5 separate regions of the Mus musculus genome follow, and all the other regions are linked to region 4. Evidence: chromatin contacts called from public ChIA-PET, HiChIP or PLAC-seq and promoter capture Hi-C data. All regions are on one chromosome and are shown on one strand. The core of a region is the stretch at or near the end of the contact, and the rest is flanking DNA. Distances in the headings are between cores, read along the strand shown.

Region 1 (2,700 bases), core at 127-2,626, 500 kb after region 4:
ACATACAAATGAGTATTTTTAAAACACTGACTTGATATACCAGAACTTCATGGATCAAAAACATATTGCCTCAAATATCCATAAAAAAAAACTGAGTTTAAGTTTCTAAGCACAAAAACTAGTCCATAAAAGTAACAAGACCAGCCAGGTGGTGGCTGCGCATGTCCTTATCCTACGTAGATGGCAGAGACGGATATCTCCCCATTAGTTCGAGGCTAAACCACGGTTCCAGGACAGCCAAGACTACGTGGACTTGTCTCGAAAAACAAAACAAGGGAACTACATCAATTAAAACTGCCTGACTTCAGGATGCAATGATGGGGCACAGCACTTGGGGGGTCAGAGGCAAGAGGCATCTCTGCAAGCAGGCCAGCCTGGTCTAAATATACAGAGTCTCTGCCTGAAACAAAAAAACCAAAGCCCATTCATTGCCTTGCAGGAACAATTTAACAAGGTATCATCTAAATACTCCCAAACGTGATCTTCACTCTAACCGGTTTCATCTTCATTAACCCCAATGACCAAGCAACTGAAAGGTGAAGAAAGGGGAGGAAAAAGAAAATCCCGAAGCGCAGAGCGTCTAGCGCTCGCAATACCTTCTCGGCCGCATTCTGAGATGGTTTCAGCTTCCCTTTGGCCATGAGCATAGCATTGATCTTGGCAGCCACGGCAGCGGCGGCATCCAAGGCTCCTGAAGGAGCGGCGGCGGTGGTGGCGCCCCCGGGGCTCGCCCCGCTGCCAGCGACTTCTCCACCTGGGGCCGTTGGCGGCAGGAAGAGAAGCGGAGCTGGCGCTGGCTGATCCCATTTGCTGCGGCGCCTACAGGTAGGAAAAGGGAAATCCTGAGGCCCACGGCCTTCCTTTGTGTAGTCTCCCCCTTCGTACACTCCATCCCGCGTCGCCTGCCATGGTCCCGAGACGTGCCCGAGATTCCTATCTAAAGCTCAGTCCCACTCCCCTTATTCCGATCCCCTTACGAAACATTTCCTTTCCAGTCACTTCCATCCGGAGACTCGGCTCGGCCGGGAACGCTCTGCGTTCGCCTTCTCCTTGGCTCGTCCTTCTAAAAGGCTCCGAGTTCCCTCCCTTCCCTCTCGCACCGCGGCCGGCCTCTTTCCGGGCGCCCGAGGCCAGCTCAACATTCTCTCCAGAACCCCGGCCTCGGCATCCGGACGCGTCCTACTAGACGGCCCGTCCGGCCCACACGCAGCCTCGCCGGTCTCCCTGCCCCGGGCCCGTGCTCGCTGCCCCCAGCCTGGCCCGCGAAGCCCTTACCCGCCAGCGGCAGGATGTGTCGCGCTCCCTGCGGACATGGCGGCCTGCTCCAGTCAACCACCCGCCAACTACCCACCACCGCCCTCCCGCCACTTCCGCCCAACGCGCTGACGCACGGCCTTTTCCGGCCGTGAGGTAAGGCGGGTCCGGTGAGGACTCTTGATTCCGATTGGACCCTCGGTGATTTAAAGCGTCTGGCGTCTCAGTGACAGGAGTGCCTGCCTGTCGACTCTCCGGCTTGCTCTCTTGCCCTTAATAAAAATGGTTGTTGGGCCTGGTTTAAAAGCGAGTTGCGGGCTAGGAGAATCCATTTTTATTGTGGGCAAGCGAGTTGCCTGGAAGACAAGTCAGAAAATGAAGCCGACTTTCTCCGCGTTCTCTTTGCTCACGTGGAGTCCCAGCCTGTAGCGGAGGAGAACCCTGCCGGCGACTTCAGCGCACTTCTCGATTCAGCTTATGAAAAAAGGAAATGATTCTTTCCAAAGTCATTTGCACAACTTCCTTTTCTTTCTTTCTCTTTTTGTTTTGTTTTGGGTCCCCCACCCACCCACCCTTAGGGATAGGAAGCTCCAGTCAGCCCGCTGCATGGGGGGGGGGGGGCTGTTCTGGTGGCCATGAGCAAAAACATTGGTTTTGGCAAACTCGTAAGCACTTGGACAACTTGTTATAAAACAAGTAAAGTTGGAGAAAAACTGCTCAGCGAGGTGGAGCTTTTAAAAAAAACGAAGCCAGGGACTGAGAGATAGCCCTGCAGACGAAGGTGCTAGTAGACAAACAACGATGTAAGTTAGATCCCTGGAGCACACAAGGAAAGTTGCTCTCTGATCTAAGAACTGTCATAATGGAGATTAAAAATCAAAAGTTATGAAATCCCCTTCTCTGAGGGCTGTGTGTTTACACTTGACTGCCTCTTCAATATACTGAAAAGCTTTGAATTCTAAGGAGTTTTGGGTGAATCTGAAAAACAGATCCTTAACGTTTATGCAAGTATTCTTCCAACAGAAAGCAAACAAACCCAGAATGCTAGCTTATAGAAATACTTACATTCCGACATAATTCATAGAATAAAATTCACTTGGGGCTGGTGAGATGGCTCAGTGGGTAAGAGCACCCGACTGCTCTTCCGAAGGTCCAGAGTTCAAATCCCAGCAACCACATGGTGGCTCATAACCATCCGTAACAAGATCTGGCGCCCTCTTCTGGAGTGTCTGAAGACAGCTACAGTGTACTTACATATAATAATAAATAAATCTTTAAAAAAAAAAAAATTCACTTAAAAGCTAAATAATAGAGAGTTTGGGCACATAATAAATAAATATACATTTGTGGTAGGGATGAAGACACTGCTCTGTGGTGTCAACCACACTAGTGTGAGAGGTGCTCCCTTGATCTTTTAGGGCTAGACTCCAAAGAGTCTTTGGCTTT
Region 2 (2,700 bases), core at 144-2,643, 340 kb before region 4:
TTCTCACAGGACCATGGAAGAAAAACATGGGAAGTTAGGAAATCTCTCAAAATCAATCTCTCTCTCTCTCTCTCTCTCTCTCTCTCTCTCTCTCTCTCTCTCGTCTACATACTCCTTTTGTTGAATGTATAAAGAGAAACCACAGTCCCTACCTTTGAGTACAAACCCCAAGACAGTTCGGTCTCTATCACCATAACAACAATTCCAAACATCCCAAAAATCAGAGCATAGTCACTCAGTCGCTTTCTCTTTTCAAACAGGGCCCTCCTGTGTCCCAGCTTATAGCCAATGTTTTGGTTTTTCCGCTTGTTGGCTTTGGGGAAGGTGGTGCTGCCGGCCGTGGTGCCGGCATGCTGGTGGTTGTGGGTAGCGTTGGGGTGATGGAGCAGAGTCTGGTGGGCATGGTTATCCTCCCTGGAGGAGATGATAATCTCTGGGGGGTTGCTGGGACTGAAGAGCTGGAGGGGTTGGCCCTCAGGCTCAGCCTCGATAAGGTTTCTCCGAGAGGCGCTGAGGCGGCTGAGGGGCTTCATGACCCCACCGCTGTATTTGCAGGAGCTCATAGCTATCTCCGTGAAGGGATTGCTGTCCCGCCGGTGCACCAGGGGGCTGGCCTGCCGGTGCCGGCTGCCTCCACCGGGCCCACTTGTGGCTGTGGAACTTGGAGAGTGGCCAAGCAAGTGGTCATTGAGATTTAGCTGGCTGCCTTGCCTGGAGGAAGGGTGGAGGATGGCGGTAGAGTTGGCTGAAGTGGGGGCCCTGAACGCCGTGGGAGAAGAGTGCAACAGACCAGGATGGACAAGCTGGCTCTGGAGTTGGGCAAGCTGAGGCAGGGGGTGCAGTGGAGCCTGCTGCTGCTGCTGCTGCGACTGCTGCTGCTGCTGCTGCTGCGACTGTTGCTGCTGAGGCTGCGGAGGCTGAGGCTGCAGCAAGGGTCCCGGAGGCTGCTGGGGGACTGCTGGTGGCGCTGGCGGTGGTGGCGGTTGCTGCTGCTGCTGTTGCTCGTCCCCAGAAGATGGACAGGGACACTTGGGGTCTTCATCCAGGTCCCCCACCCCCGAGTCATGGAAGTGCCCAGAAGTGTCCATCTTGGGGCCTGGCTGAGTTCCCTGCAGCACGACCCTCCACCCCAAAGCCACCCTCGTTCCAAAGATGACCTCAAAGAAAGCCAGGCATCCAAGATTCCCCACCAGAAGTGTCTTGGCTCCAGTCCTCTCTCTTTGGTTTGCTTCAGTTCTCTGGGGCTGCCACTCGAGTATGCATTGTATTGGGCGGGTAGAAAAGCCAGGAGAGGAGCCGGGGGAAGGAGGAAGGGGCGAAAAGAACTCTATTCTGAAGGCGGTCCTCTAGGAGTGTATGAAGCAGACTCAGCTTCACTCCTCGCTGGCTCAATAGCTTCGCTCTCCTCCTCCTGACACTGTTATATGGCAAGCCAAGCCCACTTATTAGCCAGCGGTTTCATTGGCTTGGCTTAACTCTCCAACCCCTCCAAACTCCGCCTCCCTCTCAGGCTCCGCCTCCAAGAAGGGGCCTGCCATCCTTCGCTCCTCGCCGGGTGGCAGCGCAACGAGGGCTGGGAACTGTAGTTTTTGCTCCAAGACCACTACCACTCCAACCCCTCCACACTCCACCCGCAAGCTGAGCACCTGCCTTCTTTCCTCTGAAAGGTACGGTCAGGATACTGATGCCCACAGCAATCCCGGCTGAATGTTGGCGCTGGGGCGATGAAAGGAAGGGATCGAGAGCACCCTAAAGGGGAAGCTGTCACCATGCTGGGGAAACCGGGACCGGAGGACAAACGTTGATTAATAGCCAGTATCTGTACAGGTTGTTTTACACATTGGATTCCAGGTACATCTTCCAAAAGCCCAAGGGGATAGGGACTGTGCTCATATTTTACAAAGAAAATTAACACCGGGAGGCATTGAGCATAAACTGACAGAAGCAGAAGGGACCCACTCCTGACAGGGAGAAGCTCACCTACCTACCACTGTCAGAGCACCTGCGCTGTGTACAGGAGCCTCTGTTATTTCCAATCCTCACATCAACCCTATGAAGTGACGTCATCATCCTAAAAAAAGAAATAAAAGAAGGAAAAAGGAAAGAAAAGAAGCCCACTCACACGCAGATAAGAAATATGGCTCTTGTCACCCAGCTTGTAATTAAAGGCACTAGGATTTGAGCAGAGATCAGCCTGAGTCCACCACTCTTCTTCCGCTGCCTAGATGCTCCCCCCCCCCCATGATGATCAACACACAGTGGCTGTTCAATAAATAGTATCCACATGATGGATGGGAAAGGGCCAAAGAGAATCTGTCAAGGAAGAGCCAACTTCCCCAAAGCAGGATGTTTTAGTAACCTGGATCCAGCCTCTTCCAGAACAGCTGGGTCTGGAGTCACCTCAGGGTCGATGAGGACGACTGGAAATCCCAGTGGCTCCATGTCTGATCTGCCCCATGGGTCTCTGAGAGTCAGAGCTGGAAACAGCTGCTGGCTTCCCTGGTTCAGACTCCTCCTCATAAAGTATTTATTAGACTCCCACTGTGTGCAGAAGACTCTCCAAGGGGACAAGACCAGAGATGAATTTATTTCCATTTTTAATTGGGACAGCCTTAGCAATTGGGGGGGGGAGTGCTATGAATTCCTCTAGGCACACCTGGGCTCTAAGAGGGAGCATCTTCCTATCCACTTCCCAGCTCC
Region 3 (2,700 bases), core at 38-2,537, 470 kb after region 4:
ACAGGAGAAGACAGTACTATATAATGAGCTGCAAGGATAAGGAAATAAAGGAAGAGCTCTAAGTGGAAGATTGGTTCTAAGAGTTCAGCAGGCTGGCTCTACTTGTTTTTCTGCTTCCTTTTGTGGAAGTTCAAACCAGCTGACTCATCCTTCAGGGTTAGTCTCATGTCAGACCCTGAACAGTGACAGCAAGAAAAGGTTTCATTGAGTGGTCGTTAAACTTTTCCTTTAATCTAACAATACATTATATGTCCTTAAATAAAAAAGACAGTTTGTCTACCAATGTAATCTGAAGACTAAAGATAGCATAAATGTGCATATGAAGTCTAAAATAAATACTCAAATGTTTATTCTGGTCTCTAAGTAAGTATGAATTACATACACAAACAAGCTTAGGATATAAATATTACTTTTTAAGCTCTAACTCTATTGAGATACTTTCCCAGGCTGTATCTGGAAATATAAACAAGGAGCTGACTTACCAATGGTGGGGTCATGGTCTTCTGGGAATCGGTGGCTGATGAACTGCATTGTCATGGCTTCAAAACAAGAGATGCAACTCAGGACACTGTGACCAGGAAGTATTTTAGCTATCAATTTTGCACAAGAGCCAGTAACCCATCTGGGTTGCTTTTCAAACGTTGTGTGGCAAACAGAAATGGTTACCTACCACTCTTCCCAACTCCACCGGCACCCAGCATCACTAGTTTGTATTCCCGGGAGAGTGCTGCAGGGCTGCTACAGCTGCTACCAATGGGGCGAGCTCCGGACTCCATTGTCCTCCGGGGCAGTCCTGGGCCCCTGGGAAAGGCCTCCTAGAGGAGAAGGCACAGAACATTCAATCCAGGATGGAAACAGTGGGCCACAGTGAGAGCCTCCTTCTTCCGTCCCCAAACACCATGGCCTACTCTGCTCATTGCAGAACGCTAAGAAGCCCTACATCCTCGCCCTTCACAATCAGTCTCAGTCCTAAAACAGATCATAGATGTCCAAACTTACTTTTTCCAGAAAACTAAAAAGAACTTAAAACTTCAGATTGAGGCAGCGTGCCAGTAGGAAGGAGCCGGATGAGTGCAGAGCGCTGCCTGACACTGTCACGTTCTTTCACGGTGGCCGTGGCTCCCCCACTTCACCACCTTTCCCGCCACCGTCACCCCCCCGCCCTGTTCACCTGAGCCTGTACCTCTGAAACCAGCTTTGAGGCCGGGTGGTAACCCGCGTTCCTTTCCCAGCTGCGCCCCACAGCCCAGGGCCCCGCCCGGGTCCTGGAAGATGGCGCCGGTGGGCGGGGCATGACCCTGAGCCCCGCCCCCACAGCTGACAGATACTCTGCTCCGCCCCGCGCCTAACTCTAACTCGCTAAGCCCTCTGGTCACATACGAATCTCAAGGCTTGCACTTACAAAAATGGATGTTATATTAATCGAACAGATACTTTTAAAGATTTATTAATTTATTATATGTAAGTACACTGTAGCTGTCTTCAGACACTCCAGAAGTGGATGTCAGATCTTGTTAAGATGGTTGTGAGCTACCATGTGGTTGCTGGAATTTGAACTCAGGACCTTTGGAAGAGCAGTGCTCTTAACACCTAAGCCATCTCTCCAGCCACGAACAGATACTTTTAAAGTGATTAACTTAGGGCTATTTGCTGCTGGTAGAGGGAAAATATCTGTCACCAGATGTACAGCACAACAAACCCACACCCCCTCAATCTTTCCAAAATACAGAATTACATTAGGGTAGGTATGGTACTTGCTACAAAGCAGCGCTTCATTTTCCAAAAACGCTGTTACATCAAAAGCTCTTGAAACCAAAACCAGATGATCGCGGTATCCAGTTATTCTAGTTAGAATTTTTTTTTTAAAGATTTATTTATTTATTATATATAAGTACACTGTAGCTGTCCTCAGATACTCCAGAAGAGGGCATCAGATTTCGTTACGGATGGTTGTGAGCCACCATGTGGTTGCTGGGATTTGAACTCGGGACCTTCGGAAGAGCAGGTGGCGCTCTTAACCACTGAGCCATCTCACCAGCCCTCTAGTTAGAATTTTAAATTTTAAAATTATTAAGACAAATACAAGTCAGATAGGATGCAAGCACATCCATATAAACCAAGCATTTGGAAGGTGTCTGTGCCAAGCAGTACAAGGGCCACCTTGGATACCAGCTAAATTCGACATTGGGTTACATGAAACCCTGTCTTAAAAGCAGAGCTCAGGAGAGATTATCAGTAGTTAAAAACACTCCTTGCGGGGGCTGGTGAGATGGCTCAGTGGGTAAGAGCACCCGACTGCTCTTCCGAAGGTCCAGAGTTCAAATCCCAGCAACCACATGGTGGCTCACAACCATCCGCAACAGGATCTGATTCCCTCTTCTGGAGTGTCTGAGGACAGCTACAGTGTACTTACATATATTAACAAAATAAATCTTTAAAAAAAAACAAAAAACACTTCTTGCTTCTGGATTCAGTCGCTAGCACCCACACAGTGGCCCACAACCATCCAGTTTCAGGGGATCCACAACCCTCTTCTGACCATTTGCAGGCATCAGGAATACAAATGGTGCACATATATACACATAAGCAAAAACATACATATGAATAAATACACCTTTTTAAAAAGCAGATAGCTTATGCCTTTAATTCCAGCACTCCAGAGGCAGGTGTGTATCTGTTTGTGACCAGCTTTAGACAAGA
Region 4 (2,700 bases), core at 78-2,577:
AGAGCCAGCCATGCTAAGCATGACACAGAGCACCGAAAGCAAGGAGAAGAAAGAGATCTGAGGGAAAGAAGGTGGCATCTCAGGGCTGGGACCTTCAGCAGCATCCCTCTTCCACAGAATGAGCCACCCTCTTCTCAGACAGCTTCTGCTAGCCTTATACCAACTGGAAAGCTCCTGGGAGGCATAACGGGGGGGGGGGGGGTAAATCCCCTTCGCTGCTGGGCACCTGCTTCCTAGTGGGCATCGGGCCTTGGCACCTACCACTAGAGTGAATGGCCGCTTCCAGGACACAATGCCAACCAACCCGGAGAACGCCAGCTAGGGACAGAGTGGGCACAGGCTCAGCTTGGCAGGGGAAGCACCTAAGTGAGCCCCTTGCCACAGGATGCACCCAGCCCTGCAAGGAGGGAGAGGACTGGGAGAAGAAGGAAAGACAACCATGTGGGCTTGCAGGTGAGGAGGGATGGGGCCTAAGAAGCTTCCCCCACCCCAGTACTATATACTCTTTGGACCCCACTCACCGAGAACCCAGCCCAAGATGGGCAGGACCTCTTGATGCTCTCGGTGGTGGTGACAGAGGAGGCCACCATGCTGAAGGTTATCACCAGGATGCCCAAGAGCACCTGGGCCAGCCCCAACGTGAGCAGGGCCTGGAGCCAGGGTCGGTGGAGGCGGAGGTGGGTAAGGCCCCGGGTACTGGGCCGGCTGGTCAGCGAGCGACTGGAGTCACTGGGCGAGGGCATCATGCCTGCCGCCCAGTTGCTCGCACCTCGCTCGGTCCCCCTTGATACTTGTGAGCATCTCAGAAGCACCCAAGCCCTGGTTCTTTATCCTTTCCACAGCCCTCGCTGTAAAGCCCACCTCCTGGCTAGGTCCTCTGGGGCATCGCCCAGGGACGCCAGCTGGAAGGAGGCCCAAAGGAGGGGCGTCACGAAGGGACAGTGAGGGGCTCCCTCCCCACCACCAAACGGGTACCGTGCCCGGGGAGGCGATGAGGACGCGAGGGCACCGGTTCATTGCATTTCCTTAATGAAGAGGGGTGCCGAGAAGGGCTGATCCCAGACTGAAGAGTAGCGTTCCGGAACCCAGGCAAGGGTGGGGAGGGCAAAAGCGAGAGGGATGCAAACAAGTCTACAGAGAGGGGGAAGGTCTGCATGCAGGAACTAGAGGTGCGTTTGGCCATTCAGGGCCGCCTGGTGGGGAGAGGCCGTGGAAACTGTCTCCAGAGTCGCAGACCCGCTCCCCTCCCCACCATGCTCGGCTTCCTTAGCTCCTCCAGCTGCAGCAGGTCAGCCTGTGGAGGTGGGGGATGGTGGATGGTGCGTGGTGCGGAGGAGGGGTGTGGTGGGTGGTGCAATGCATCCCGGGAGCTGTAGTCTGAAAGCAACCCTGGGGAAGGGAGGAGATAGGGAGAGGCCCTCCTCCATCCCTAGCCTCGCCCTGAAGCCTGAGCAGTTAAGGATCATTTCTGGGTCCATTTTCTGCCCCACAGGTTCCCGGGATGAGGTGTTCACACCAAAAGGGACTGACTGCTCATTCATCATTAACAGAGGCATGGTAAACCGAGCTGGGGCTCCCCCATCTCCCGCCTATCAGCCTGCCCACTTTGCCAAGTGCAACCCTCTCCTTGCAGAGTGTTTCCACCCCAGTTCCCCACTCCATACAATGGCCCAATCTCCAGTAAAGATACAGGAAATGGGTGAGTTCCAGTTACACTTTTTTTTCTTTAATTTAAATAACGGAAGAAGACATCCTTGGCACAGCAGAAGGAAACTGGGGTTGGGGTTGTGTGAGAGGTGGCGGCAGCAGTGTGGCCAGATGGGAGATAAAAGGCAAATAATGACTGAGTCACAGCGGGCTCTCCACACCTCAAGTCAGGATTAAAGTCATGGCTGTGGAATGAAGAGCCCCATAGAAGTCACCAAGTGGTGATGGCTCCCTGAATCCCAGAGACTTCAGGGATAGGGACTATCTTGGTTCCCACAGGTGACAGGCCCAGGGCATCCCAGCGGGTGCAGCAGGGGTCAAGGGGCCCTGAAGGCATTTTCAGCAGCTCCGGCAGCTGCATTGGCAGCAGCAGTTCGAACCGCAGGGTTGGAGAAGACACCAGCAGCAAATTCTTGCTGGGCCTTCTGAAAGCTGGCACCCGTTTGGCGGTACAGGGAGTGGATCTGCAAGAGGGAAGAGATTATAAGGGAGGCAGGCCCCTCCCATCCCAGGAGGATGGCACCACTCACTAGTCTCCTGCTTTGTACCGTTCCTTCTGCGTTGGCACTCCCTCCAAACACACAAACTCACCCACCCAAGAAAGTCCATTAGTTGATAACCCACCCGCCCTGCCCCATTTCCTTAATGTTCCACTCAGCAGCCCCTAGGGACCCAATGATCTCACTCCCCAGCCCCACCTTCTCCCGACCGGCCCTCACCCGCTTCAGCATCACGATTCCCAGCACTGCGATGCCGGTGAAGAGCAGGGCGACGAGCAGCATGAGCACCGCCACGGCAGGTTTGGATCCCACCACCACCAGAGCAGTCACCCAGCCGCTGTGGGAAGATGCACGGGTGAGGACCGACCACTCTGCCGGGGCTCTGCTCACCCGGAGTCCCCTAGGTCTAAGAACATGCTCCAGGCCCATCAACGGTCAGGGCCTCGGCCAATATGGCGGCATCCCATGAACCAATCCCACTACATCTATTCTC
Region 5 (2,700 bases), core at 153-2,652, 270 kb after region 4:
TCCAGAGGTCCTGAATTCAAATCCCAGCAACCACGTGGTGGCTCACAACCACCTGTAATGAGATCTGATGCCCTCTTCTAGTGTCTCTGAAGACAGCGACAGTGTACTTACTTATAATAATAAATAAATCTTAAAAAAAGAAATAAATCTAAAAAAAAATCTCAAAATTAAAAGGCAGTCATTCTTTAAAATACTGTTCTATATGATGCATTTTTCTAAGTATTTTACTAGCAATGTGCTTATGTTCAGAATAATGTACACAGCTAGGGATTTGGTTCCGTACTACCCTGTGGGTGCTCAGGTTAGAACTCTGGTCTGCAGGCTTGGCAGCTCCCAAGCTCCCCTTAACCCATCGAGGATTTTGCCTGGACCCATTTATTTTATTCATAAGTGAATACTAGATGGTCCAAAAGAAACAGAGCAAGCCATTTGGAATAGTAATTTGTTTTGTTTGTTTTGTAACTTAGATATGGTCTCATGCAGTCAGGTGAGCCTTCAACTTGCTTCGGAGCCAAGGATGAATAATCTCTCTCCGCATCCTAGGAGGGCTTACAGGTTCCAGCCATCACATGCGGCTTGGAAACGCTCTACAAATTGGATAGCCAAACGTTTATAAAAACATAAAAGACTGTTCCCACAGCCGGGTATGGTGGCACACGTCTTTAATCCCAGCACTTGGGAGGCAGAGGCAGACAGATGTCTGAGTTTGAGGCCAGCCTGGTCTACAAAGTGAGTTCCAGGACAGCCAGGGCTATACAAAGAAACCCTGTCTCAAGACAAACAAACAAGCAAACAAAAGACTGTTCCCAACCTTATCAGTGGCACGGCCTTTGATTCCAGCACTCCGGAAGTGGAGGCTTGATTTCTTTTGAGTTTGAAGCCAGCCTGCTTTACACAGTCATTTCAGGCCAGCCAGGGGTTACATACTGAGAATCCATCTCAAAAAGATAAAAATAACGAACCAAGTCAAAGAATAAATGAAAAGAGCACTTAAGTACAATCAAACTACATGAACACGCGAGAAAGGGACTACAATCTTCCCCAGAACCTAACAGAAACCGAACCATGGGGCCAGCCCACTGGTTTAGCAGGGCTGGGACATTAGAGATGGGAAAAGGAAGTGAGTGGGAGGATCCAGAGGAGTCGAATTCCCCCTCAGATTTTTTTTATCCCCTCGCGTGAATTATTAGCTACAGGAGAGGGGCATCTGCGCGAAGAGAGACAGAAGCAGGTGAGAGAACCTTCCATGACCTTGGCCAGACCCGCCACAGTCTGAGGCGCAGAAGGAACGGAGAGACAACAGCCGATCGCGGCAGCTTCCTACATTCCAAGAAGAGGAAGAGGCGGGGCGTGAGCTGCGGCCTCGGAGACCAACGAATCGGGAGGCCAACGGGAAAGCACGTGCTCGCGCGGGAGCCGCCCCCTCCGGCTGATGGGCCCGCGGCGGCAGTGGAGTGCCCAAGAGCAGCGGCGGTATGGCGGGCGGGGCCCGCGAGGTGCTCACGCTGCAGTTGGGACATTTCGCGGGTTTCGTGGGGGCGCACTGGTGGAACCAGCAGGTCAGGCACCTAGCGGCAGCCCGGCGTTCCCCGCAGACAGTACCGGCCCTGCCCCTCTTCCCCCTCCGCTCAGCCCTGTGACCCCTACAGGATGCTGCGCTGGGACGCATGGCCGAGGACGAAGAGTCGCCAGGCGAGCTGTGCCCCGACGTCTTGTACAGAACAGGCCGGACACTGCATGGCCAGGAAACCTATACGCCTCGACTCATCCTAATGGATCTGAAAGGTGAGGCGATGGTGGGCTCAGCCAAGTTTTCCCGTGTGGCGTGCGAGGGCCCTAGCATCAGTTCACTTCAGATACCGGATCGGGCACAACCCCCGACGATGTCGAAAAGGCAAGTTTACTTCAGGATCTGGCTCTGGAATTGTCAGTATAATGTTAAGCTGCTTGCACTCACACCTACAGACGGACCACAGCTTGTTTTGTTTTTTTGTTTGTTTGTTTTCGAGACAGGGTTTCTCTGTATAGCCCTGGCTGTCCTGGAACTCACTTTGTAGACCAGGCTGGCCTCGAACTCAGAAATCCGCCTGCCTCTGCCTCCCTAGTGCTGGGATTAAAGGCGTAAACCACCACTGCCCGGCTGGACCACAGCTTTTGAGAGAAGGATGGATTCCATATTCCCTGTCCCATCTAATGTATATCCAAGTGCCATGTAGTTGGGCACGCCCTTAATCCCAGCCAAGGCAGGTAGAAGCTCTGAGTTCAAAACCAATTTGTCTGTATTGTTGGAAACTACTCAGGGCTACAAAGGGACACCTCATCTAGGTAGAGAGGAACTGCCACACCATATTCCCTGACAGGTGATCAGTTTAGTCTTGATCACATGACCCCCTAGGTTTAACCTTGCCTTTCATTTCTGGGCAGGTAGTCTGAACACTCTAAAAGAAGAAGGTAACCTCTACAGAGACCGACAGCTAGAGGCTGCAGTAGCGTGGTAAGTACCGCTCCTGTGAGCATGGCCCACTGTGTGTACATAGACGGCTGGAGAACTCTGCTTACTCTTACTCTTTCAGGCAGGGGAAGCTCAGCACACACAGAGATGACGCCCAACCAAAGAACCCAAACCTCCAGGGCCTTCTGAGTGCAGAGGTGATGACGAGGGGTGGGGCTCTGTCCCAAACCTTTAAACCTGCTACAAGC

The links. Promoter capture Hi-C pulls out the DNA fragments that hold promoters and counts their contacts. ChIA-PET counts read pairs in DNA pulled down with a chosen protein or histone mark. HiChIP or PLAC-seq counts read pairs in DNA pulled down with a chosen protein or histone mark.
Region 1: a contact with region 4 is called in an RNA polymerase II ChIA-PET map of memory CD8 T cells, with 36 read pairs. The contact joins the promoter of Khdc4 here to the promoter of Fam189b in region 4. A contact is called at or near these places in 13 of 39 promoter capture datasets (the C10 cell line, the SN4741 cell line, cranial neural crest and 9 more), 3 of 484 Hi-C or Micro-C datasets (CD8 T cells, nephron progenitors and regulatory T cells), 9 of 115 datasets of contacts at active chromatin or transcription factors (astrocytes, cardiomyocytes, craniofacial prominence and 6 more) and 3 of 9 other capture datasets (adipose tissue, liver and macrophages).
Region 2: a FOXA1 HiChIP or PLAC-seq map of pancreatic cancer cells shows a contact between it and region 4. The contact joins the promoter of Kcnn3 here to the promoter of Fam189b in region 4. A contact is called at or near these places in 1 of 115 datasets of contacts at active chromatin or transcription factors (pancreatic cancer cells) and 2 of 9 other capture datasets (adipose tissue and liver).
Region 3: an RNA polymerase II ChIA-PET map of memory CD8 T cells shows a contact between it and region 4, with 16 read pairs. The contact joins the promoter of Rit1 here to the promoter of Fam189b in region 4. A contact is called at or near these places in 4 of 39 promoter capture datasets (the C10 cell line, cranial neural crest, hippocampal neurons and 1 more), 2 of 484 Hi-C or Micro-C datasets (both in embryonic stem cells), 3 of 115 datasets of contacts at active chromatin or transcription factors (astrocytes, effector CD8 T cells and memory CD8 T cells) and 3 of 9 other capture datasets (liver, macrophages and pancreatic islet).
Region 5: a contact with region 4 is called in a promoter capture Hi-C map of neural stem cells. The contact joins the promoter of Msto1 here to the promoter of Fam189b in region 4. A contact is called at or near these places in 9 of 39 promoter capture datasets (the 3T3-L1 cell line, cranial neural crest, embryonic stem cells and 5 more), 1 of 484 Hi-C or Micro-C datasets (CD8 T cells), 7 of 115 datasets of contacts at active chromatin or transcription factors (the SCID.adh cell line, effector CD8 T cells, embryonic forebrain and 3 more) and 2 of 9 other capture datasets (adipose tissue and pancreatic islet).

What each region holds. Positions count from the first base shown.
Region 1 is chr3:88,684,463-88,687,162 of GRCm38.p6, reverse strand. It overlaps Khdc4 (KH domain containing 4, pre-mRNA splicing factor), which reads right to left and starts at 1,376. Exons shown (of 14, transcript NM_028814.4): 1 at 1,276-1,376; 2 at 597-819. The coding sequence starts at 1,313.
Region 2 is chr3:89,518,857-89,521,556 of GRCm38.p6, reverse strand. It overlaps Kcnn3 (potassium intermediate/small conductance calcium-activated channel, subfamily N, member 3), which reads right to left and starts at 1,393. Exons shown (of 8, transcript NM_080466.2): 1 at 153-1,393. The coding sequence starts at 1,088.
Region 3 is chr3:88,715,441-88,718,140 of GRCm38.p6, reverse strand. Rit1 (Ras-like without CAAX 1) reads right to left here and starts at 1,287. Exons shown (of 6, transcript NM_009069.4): 1 at 1,184-1,287; 2 at 671-815; 3 at 483-539. The coding sequence starts at 776.
Region 4 is chr3:89,181,770-89,184,469 of GRCm38.p6, reverse strand. It overlaps Fam189b (family with sequence similarity 189, member B), which reads right to left and starts at 1,327. Exons shown (of 12, transcript NM_001014995.2): 1 at 522-1,327; 2 at 262-318; 3 at 1-57. The coding sequence starts at 746. Gm45927 (predicted gene, 45927) reads right to left here. Exons shown (of 19, transcript NM_001310017.1): 18 at 2,427-2,544; 19 at 1,700-2,171. The coding sequence ends at 2,025. It overlaps Scamp3 (secretory carrier membrane protein 3), which reads right to left. Exons shown (of 9, transcript NM_011886.3): 8 at 2,427-2,544; 9 at 1,700-2,171. The coding sequence ends at 2,025. Gm16069 (a long non-coding RNA gene) reads left to right here and starts at 43. Exons shown (of 3, transcript XR_003954659.1): 1 at 43-453; 2 at 1,493-2,562.
Region 5 is chr3:88,912,652-88,915,351 of GRCm38.p6, reverse strand. It overlaps Msto1 (misato 1, mitochondrial distribution and morphology regulator), which reads left to right and starts at 1,402. Exons shown (of 14, transcript NM_144898.2): 1 at 1,402-1,559; 2 at 1,650-1,785; 3 at 2,425-2,494; 4 at 2,574-2,649. The coding sequence starts at 1,476.